Regions from separate parts of the Zea mays genome. Here all the other regions are linked to region 1. Evidence: chromatin contacts called from public Hi-C data. All regions are on one chromosome and are shown on one strand. The core of a region is the stretch at or near the end of the contact, and the rest is flanking DNA. Distances in the headings are between cores, read along the strand shown.

The links. Hi-C and Micro-C count contacts between places; a contact is called where the count stands out from the background.
Region 2: a Hi-C map of ear shows a contact between it and region 1, with 3 times the contacts expected there. The contact joins the enhancer-like site here to the promoter of LOC103648828 in region 1. A contact is called at or near these places in 3 of 25 Hi-C or Micro-C datasets (ear, leaf and tassel).
Region 3: a Hi-C map of leaf mesophyll shows a contact between it and region 1, with 1.9 times the contacts expected there. The contact joins the promoter of LOC103646787 here to the promoter of LOC103648828 in region 1. A contact is called at or near these places in 7 of 25 Hi-C or Micro-C datasets (bundle sheath, ear, leaf and 3 more).

What each region holds. Positions count from the first base shown.
Region 1 is chr2:106,457,104-106,460,028 of Zm-B73-REFERENCE-NAM-5.0, reverse strand. LOC103648828 (ABC transporter C family member 4) reads right to left here and starts at 1,520. Exons shown (of 12, transcript XM_020548375.1): 1 at 1,328-1,520; 2 at 1-1,260. The coding sequence starts at 1,186.
Region 2 is chr2:105,992,059-105,994,983 of Zm-B73-REFERENCE-NAM-5.0, reverse strand. LOC100281050 (cystathionin beta synthase protein) reads left to right here. Exons shown (of 7, transcript NM_001153969.3): 7 at 1-143. Among protein-coding and RNA genes, the nearest start is that of LOC100281050, 9.9 kb to the left of the region's middle. Within about 2 kb of position 1,368, at least 20 of the 20 cell types and tissues checked have an H3K27ac peak or open chromatin away from gene starts, as enhancers often do. A contact at or near this core is called in ear, leaf and tassel, where this site is marked.
Region 3 is chr2:106,145,368-106,148,292 of Zm-B73-REFERENCE-NAM-5.0, reverse strand. It overlaps LOC103646787, which reads right to left and starts at 1,523. Exons shown (of 4, transcript NM_001319750.1): 1 at 1,038-1,523; 2 at 1-286. The coding sequence starts at 1,523.

The DNA.
Region 1 (2,925 bases), core at 271-2,770:
TCTGGCCCTGGAACTCGTAGTGGTGCGACGCCAGCGTCTCGGCCGCCTTGCCAACGAGGAGGACAGCGACGAGCTGCAGCCCCTCCGTGAACTCCCCGCCGCGTCGCACGAATTCGACGAACCGGTCCACAAGCGACGGGCCGATGTACATGACCGAGAGGTGCGCGACGCCGAGCACGGCGGTGAGAAGGAACTGCGGCCAGAAGGAGCGCAGCAGCGCGGTGAGCACCGGGCGCTGAGCCTTGGACGAACCTGGCGCCGGCGCGGGCCAGTTGGAGGTGAAGAGCACGTACGCCGCCTCGGCGGTGTCGGGCGGCGCCACGGGCGGGACTTGGTCGGCCGCGAGCGTCGCTCTGGAGCCCTTGGCGATGAGCGGGTTGATCCATCCGAACGTGGCTAGCGAGAACCACGACGCCGTGGCGTACGTCTCCTCCGTGGCGGCGGCGGCACGACCACCACCATTGGAATCGACGACGAGGCCGGTGGAGCCGGTGGCCGAGAAATAGAGTAGCGGGAGCGAGAGAGCCAGCCACGCGAACGCAAGCGGGTCATCGGGGACGAGCGGCTCGGCGGCGGCGTACCGCGCAGCCGCGCACCCGGCGTAGAGCGCGGCGAAAGCGGCCGTGGCGAGCCAGAAGAACCTGAGGTGGAGTGGGTGGAGTCGCGCGGGTGACGTCCCTGCCGTGTTCTTCTCCACCGCGACAACCCATGCGGCCGCGAGGTGCGCGACGGCGTGCGCGGCGAGGAACGCGCACTCCGCCGCAAGCAGCCCCGTGGTCCTCCCGCTGCGGCGCAGCAACGCGAGGAGAAGTAGAAGCACAAGGGCGGCCGCCGCTTGGACCGCGGAAGTCGCGAGCGCTAGGCCGTGCTGGAAGCTCCAGCTACGGCGGAGGGGAGGCGGCGCCTGGTCCGTGGTGGCCGGCTTGGCGAGGAGGGGCTCCCGCTCGCGGTGGTCGAGGCCGAGGCTCAGGCCATCGTTGCTCCGGGCGAGGCGGGCGCGTAGGATGACGGCGAGCGCAACGACGAGGAATAGGAGGTCGATCGCGGCGAGCAGCGCGCGCTGCAGGCAGGGGGAGAGGAAGAGGAAGGCGAGGCGGCCGGCGACGGAGGACGCGGCGGGCGTCGGCGGCGCGGAGCAGGCAGTGGTGGCGAGCCACCACGGGAGGGCGGAGGGTGGGGCCTCCATCACTGGCAAGTGGCCCGTGGTGGTACCTCACATTTGGGTTTGGGTGCGACGAGGCGGGAGGCCGTGGCGAAGTTCTGTCGGAGAGGACAGGACCTCAGTAGTCAGTATAGCAGCACCGCAAGCGGAGAAGAAAGCAATTACCTAGTCCTAGTGAGCGTTGGTGAACGGCGACTGGTCAAGGAACGTAACGCGGCGGCGCGGAATACTCTGCGACTGTGAACGCCAACGCCGGTGCGGACGGGGCGAGGGGCGCCGACGATATCGAAGTAGAAAATTTGGCACTAGCTAGCTACGCTAGGCGGCGCATATTGAAAATTTTAAAATGCCCGCAGTCAGGATAATCCGCAGTCGCCATGCCAGGATAATCCGCAGTCGCCGCCGGCGTAAACTATCCTAGTACCACGTCCACGTTCACTTTTCATCCAGAAAGCATTTGAAAAACAAAATGAAGGAATAAAGCCTACTACTGCCTGTGAGCGTCGCGGAGACGCGGACTACTGCAACATTTTCCACTTATTGCATCATTTCTTCTTCTTTTTGTTTTTGGCGCTGGCAGTATTTAAACTTGCAAGACCTTTTGCGTGCCTTTGGTCTAAAAGAAGAAACGGCTTAGAAAAGTCAAATCTAGTAGTAGTAGGTGTTGGAATGACACCACCGTTGTCTTTCTTTTCTCTAAATCGAACAACTCCATTTTTTTATTAGAAACATTCAAATAGAATTAATCTTAGCAACCAAGGAACTGGTTTGGCGCTGATACAACTCCAAGTCCAACAACGCTTAGCCAAGGAACTGAATTGTTCGAATCTGTTAGGCATCCACACTTATGAAACTATAGGATACATTCGAGCCGGTCGGGCCGGCCGGTTCCAAGCCCGAAAAGACCCGATCTATTTGTATTTTGGGTCAGACCGGCCTGTTTGAATTTCAATCCTCTGAAGATATTGAAAATCAAGACAACATGAATTTCAAACTCAGCAAAACTCGCGCATACGTAGCGCTGGGTGATTTGAGGCCTAAACCACCAAACCTGTCGTGAGCACCGCACCTCGTCCACGTACTCCACGACCAGACGCATGTCCCGTCAGTCCTCGACCACGCCGGCAGCGCGGTCCACTCCACCACTTCCTCGCGCAAGTCTGTGTCCTAGGTGTCAACCACCGCGGCTGGTCACCCGTCAGTCAAGAACCAGCACTCGCCCTTCACCGCTCCTTATCCATCAGCACGAGCCTGCATGACCTTCACCTCAGTCGTCGACCACAGTCCCTTTGCTCCACACCTACACACCACAAGCCGACCGACATGGTTGCACAAGCATAATCTCACACTTTTGTCAGTCCACTGACTACCCCAGAGTTATATCCGTTGACAATCACTCATCATCAACCCGAACCACAAGGTACAAAGTCAACCTTATGTTCGCAATCTCTCCCTTGATGAGTGCATTGTCAAAACCACCATATGAGCATATATAAACAGAAAGAGGAAGACAAAAGAGAAACTCACTCAAATGACCAAAAGCCATATAAAAGCCAGACAAGTCATTTAGAGTAAGCAAAACTTGGTCCCCAAAGAAATGGGCAACGGCTCAACACGACCAAGCAATAAAAGGCTAGCCCTCAATAAGAGGCAAAAACAGGGCTCAACACCATTAGCCAGTAGCAACAAATCTCATCGGAGCACAAAAAGCTTTATCGGAGCATAAAAATCAATTCAGAGCATAAAATCAGCACAAAATCTAA
Region 2 (2,925 bases), core at 119-2,618, 460 kb after region 1:
TGTAGCTACAGAATTTTGTTCTCAATACTAGGTAGCATACTAGTGTAGCAGTGTGTAGGTTCATATTCACTGTTTTTCATCGTATCCATGAACATTTTTATTGATTTGCATAATGGAATCAAGAGCTTGTGATACGATAAAAACCTTGAATTGATGGAAACGATGACTTGCCCTAAACTATTAGAGGGTAAACTATTAGGGGGTGTTTGGTTCGAGGAATCACTCCGTTCAAAATGAGATGGTGCATTATAGATCCATTCCTCAAAATTGGTGGATGACCTCATTCCTTATATTAGTACTAAGTAACTAACTATGAGGAATTGGATGTTGATGGATCAACACATTCCATTTCATAAACCAAACAAAAAAAGTGAGGAGAAAATGATGGACTAGCTCAATCCTCAAACCAAATACCCTATTATGATTTCAACGTAACCTTGTCCAGAAACTCGTTTCATCTCACAGCACAGTAGACAGGTTCAAATTTAAATTAGTCTGCTCACATAAATATCCAACATTCATTTGGGTGGATGTGATTATGTGAAGCCTCACTAGGCGCAAGAAACTCAACAAATGATGGCAATGGTGCTCCGTCAACAGGATTATTTTTTGGTATGTAGTATAGAAAGTATGGTTGTCATCTCACTTCTTTTTGTTTTTGTTGCATTGGTGTCAATTTTATTTGACTACGTACATTTGTATGATTTGGAATGTCCAACCGCAAAAAAAAAGTGAATCCGAACCACCACTCAGAACTGACGTACCAGTGCGGGTTAAAACTGATATTATTATCAACTACAATCATATTTACTATCTATAAAAAAATAATATCAAAGTTAATTTATGCTCCACATATTAGATTTTAAACAAATATTCCACTTTATCTCAACCAAAAGGCTAAAAAGGTAAGAGTTAAAAAGGAGTCCAACCCTTTTTTATTGCTCATTGGGTTGTTTGTCCTACTTTAGCAAACGCGACGGTAATATGTAGGCAGGGGCGGGCCCACTTTGGTACAAGCGTATTCAGCTGAATACCCATTATTTTTGGTAAAAAAATATATATATATATGTATATGCTGTATATATGTAGTCTGAAATATTGAAAACTACAAGAATACTGAGTATGTAGACCCAAATTCGTTTTAGGCTTTGTTCTTCCTTCCTTCCATAACGTGCTCGGCCCATCTGGCCCATTAGGTTTGCCACTCTGCGTCTGCCTGCCTGTCTGACGGCTCAATCCCGTCTCTAGCCGCCAGGCGCCATCGCCGCGACGCCGCTTCCGCTTGCCGTGCGTGAGGCCGTGAGTGCGTCCTGCGTGGCTGCGTCCACCGTCCAGGCAAGGCTGAAGGCTCCATCGCCCTGCCCCCTGCGCCCAGCGATCCAACCGTAGCCAGCCAGCCAGCTTGCCTGCTGGCTTGTTGCGGTACAGCGGTAGTGCCTGTCTGCACTAGCACTTGGCCGCTTGCACCTTGCAGCCTGCTTGCCTTTTGGCTTGTTGCGCTTGGACAGTTGGCCTGCAGGATTGCCAGGCTAGAGGCTACGCGGTACGCTTGTTGCTGGCAGATTACTTGGTTCTGGTTTAGTGGTTTGACCGTTTAATGGTTTCACTAATTTGTGAATTGAGTGTATCTTAATTTGTTTTAAAATAGTCATTGAATTGAGTGTATTGTGATTTATTTGCAGATTTAAAAATGAAGAGGAAGAGCAGTGGTACCACTGATTTGAGAGCTTTTTTAGCAAGAGCTGCTGCAAAAAAGAAGGATATTGTTGCTCCATCTTCCAATGAAAGAGAGATGCAATTGGTGATATTTCAAGGACAGACCGAAACTAGTAATGCAACACCCGCAGAACAAGAGAGAGTTGAGCCTGAACCTCCAATAATAGTAGATGCTGAAGACAATGATGATTTTGAATCAGTGCACTTGAATGGGACAACATCGAGTGAGGATAACGATAGTGATGATATTGATATTTATGGCATTGAGCATGATCCTGGATTGAGGACTCCAATCTCAAGCTATTCTATTAATATCCAAGATGCAGTTAGAAGGGCCTATATTGTATTAGGGCCATGTCGACCAAAGATGAAGAAGGATGATTTTCCCCAACATGAATGTGGAGGTATGCGTCTGTCGGCGTTTCGAGACAGGGGGGTCCCTAAGCCGACGAGTGAGTGTGCTGCGTGCCCCAGCCCAGATGGGTCGAGCGCGTGGGCGAGCGCGAAGGGGGGAGAGGCGAGGTGGCCGGAGCCGAGCGTGAGAGAGGTGGAAGTCCCGCGGCCTTCGTGTTCGTCCCGCGCCCAGGTCAGGTGCGCTTGCAGTAGGGGGGTTACAAGCGTCCACGCGGGTGAGGGAAGCGAGCGGCCCCAAGAGAGCGCCTGTCCCGTCCTCGGTCCCGCGCGGCCAACCTTCTCTGAGAAGGCCCTGGTCCTTCCTTTTATAGTCGTAAGGAGAGGATCCAGGTGTACAATGGGGATGTAGCAGAGTGCTACGTGTCTAGCGGAGGGAGAGCTAGCGCCCTAGGTACATGCCAATGTGGCAGCCGGAGAGATCTGGGCACCCTGCTGGCGTGATGTCGTGGCTGTCGGAGGTGCGACGGAGCCTGATGGAGGGACAGCTGTTGGAGCGGTCGAGTCCCTACTGACGTTGTCCTGCTTTCGTAAGAGAGCTGGGGGCCGCCGTCGTCATAGAGCTTGTGGAGCGCCATCATTGCCTCTCTGGCGGAGCTGGCCGGATGAGACGTCGGTCTTGTTCTCCGTGACCCGAGTCGATTCGGGGTGGGATGATGATGGCGCCTCCTGTTGACGTGGCGTTCTGTGCCCTAGGCAGGGCGACGTGGGGTTTCCTCCGAAGCCGAGGTTGAGTCTGCCTTCTGTTGCCGTGGCCGAGCCCGAGCCAAGGGGTCGGGCGAGGCGGAAGTCGTTCGG
Region 3 (2,925 bases), core at 274-2,773, 310 kb after region 1:
AGCGGCAGCTCGGGCGCGCCACGCGCCCGCACGCGCACGCCAGCGCCGCCATCGCGTCGGCGCGACGGAAGCTCCTCCGCAGCGCCGAGCGCCACGCGCGCTCCTCCTCCTCGCGCTCCGGCCACGCGCCGCGGGGCCCCCTGACGAACGCCGCGGCGCTCGTCTCGGCGCCGGCGCCGTCGCCCCACGCCAGCCACTCCTGCCGCCGCCGAAGGAAGGCGGCCCCCTCCTTGCCCAGCTCCTCCGCCACGAACTCGTGCATCCGGTCGCGGCACAGCGCGGACACCTGATCGGACAGCCCTTGTTAATTATATATAATACTGTCTCATGCAAATAAATAAAAAGACAATTAAACGAGGTAGAGAAACGTGGATGCATGCATGTCGGATTTAGAAGGAACTAGAATGGAGAACGTATCTTATGAGCAAGGAGCTCTGCTGCTCCCATGAGCAAAATCAATCCAGACCACACCCTCCACATCCAACGGTGCTGCGTCAGGGGGGTTTTTGTAAAATGTACAGAGTTGCAAAGAACATTTTACAAAACCCCCTGACACAACACCGTTGGATGTGGAGGATGTGGTCTGGATTGATTTTGCTCATGGGAGCACCAACGCTCCTTGCGCACAAGATACGTTCTCACTAGAATGTGGCCAGCTGGACACTTGGTACTAGCTAACAGCAGAAAGAAAGCAGTGACTGCTGCTATAGTAGCCAAAGCCAAACGTGGTGCTGAGGAGACGAGGAAGCTAGCTGTGGCAGCCTTTCTTCGGCACGCATTCATGCCCTTACTCTTCCTTTCTTGGCCTAGTACCTTTCTTGTTACATGATGATGCAAACAGACAAATAAATCACAGTAGCAGCAGGAGTTCAACAATATATAGAGAGACAAAACACTATAAAAGTAGCCAAGTGATATGATGTAGAATATATATAGGTAAAAGTATAACATCTACTATCTACTGGGAGTAATTAGGTAAAAAAAATCTGCTGCCAAGTGATACTGATAGATGGTCATGAAATGTTCGGATCACGTACATGGGAGCCGCCGTGGCCGTCGAAGACCGCGAAGAAGTGCACGGGCGAGCCGTCGGCCCAGGTGCACAGGTCCGGGTGGAGCGAGATGGTGTCCTCCATCATGCGCATCCGCCCCGCCATGGACAGGGAGCCGAACGCCACGGGCCACACCTGCGCGGGGACGTCGGCAGGCTGGAGCTCCTGCGGCCCCGCCGGCGGGAGCGGGACGAGCTCCATCTCCTGCACGTCCGGGTCATCCTCTTCCTGCTCCTCGTCGTTGGGCCTGTCCGCAGAGCCCTGCGACGGCGACGGCGAGAACCGGGAGGCGGCCGGGCGGAGCCGGCGCACCCAGCTCGGCCCCGCGGCGGCGTCGCCGGATCCTTGTGGCTCGAGGCGCCGCCGCCTGCGCTGCATCGTCCGGCATTCTGGGGCGGAGGCGGACCCGGACGCGGCGGCCGGGTTCCCGACCCCGTCGTCGCCCGGTACGTTGACGCCGGCGCTGGTCATCAGCGGGCGGTGGTGCGGTCACGCGGTGGACGGAGAGCGGCGGCGGCACGAGTCGTCCCGGAGCAGCGAAGGCGACGCAGCCGCAGGTGAATCCATGCGAAGCTCGCCTAGCTAGGGCATCGGATGAGATCGAGGTGGTGGAGGGGCCGGCGGGGTGGAGGAGAAGACTCAAGAGAGAGAGAGAGACGGGGTCTTATTCTTCTCGCTCCGCTTCCCCCTCGGCGTCCGCGTCCGCGTGGGTGGTGTGCGAGCTCGGGTCGCGTGGACGGAAGAGCAGCGGGTTCTGTGCGGCGGGACCCACGTACGCGCGACGTGGACTGCGCGCGACACGTGGCCGGGGAGGTGCAGGGGGCGCGTGGTCCCGCTTGAGACGCCGCACACAAACTGGCAGCCCCCAAAAGCCGCGGCTGCGTTGCCTTCCATTCCATCTCTCTCCACTCCACCGGTGGTGCGTGCGTGCGCCGTATGACGGCCTGCGCGGCGCGGCCTTTGGACGATGCGTGCCGTCGCGCAGTCGCAGGCTTTCTTTCACCCCCGGCGGCATGCCGCGCGCAGCTTCCATCATCTGCTTTTGTACCTTGCCGCCGTTGCACCGCTCTCCGTATCCATCCATGCTCCTATTCCGTGTGCGTACGTAGTGTAGTGTCGCCACCTACAATGCGTGCGACAAAAATACAAGACGCTTCGGCAAAACGTCATAAATTTTTGTCTTCCTCGATACAAAAATCGTACTACTACCGAGCTTCCTTGTGTGAATTGAAGAGAAGGCTCACTATAACTTGTGGCAAACCAAACACGTTATAATACCGAAAGAACGCTACGATAATAAGCAAATAAAATGTCCTATGAGTACCACCCAATATTTTTTTCCGACGGCAAATGACAAACTTCTCTATGGTTTCTAATGCCACTTCAAAACTTAAGCGGCGAACCTTTCACGGTTGCGAATGCTCTTCGACAACAAGCGACAAAATCCTTACGACTATTAACGCGCGTCTTCAGAAAAAACGAAAAAAAAACCTACTAACGATTCACTTTAAAATCAAACGGCTCAAACCTTTTATTATGGTTACTAATGCTCCTTCGACAACAAGCGGCAAAATCTTTAATGTTGTTAACGTCTCTTAAAAAACAAAAAACCCTACTAACATTTCATTTTAAAACCGAACAGCTAAAACCATTTATAGTTATGAACGCTCTCCGACAGCAAACGACAAAATCCTTACGACAATTAACACCTCTTTGGAAAAAGGAAAAATCAGCCCTACTAATTGAACAACTAAAAACTCTTATGGTTACTAATGCTCCTTCGACATCAAATGACAAAATCCTTACGACTATTAACGCATCTTTGAAAAAGCAAAAAACCCTAGTAACGCTTCACATTAAAATCAAACGGCAA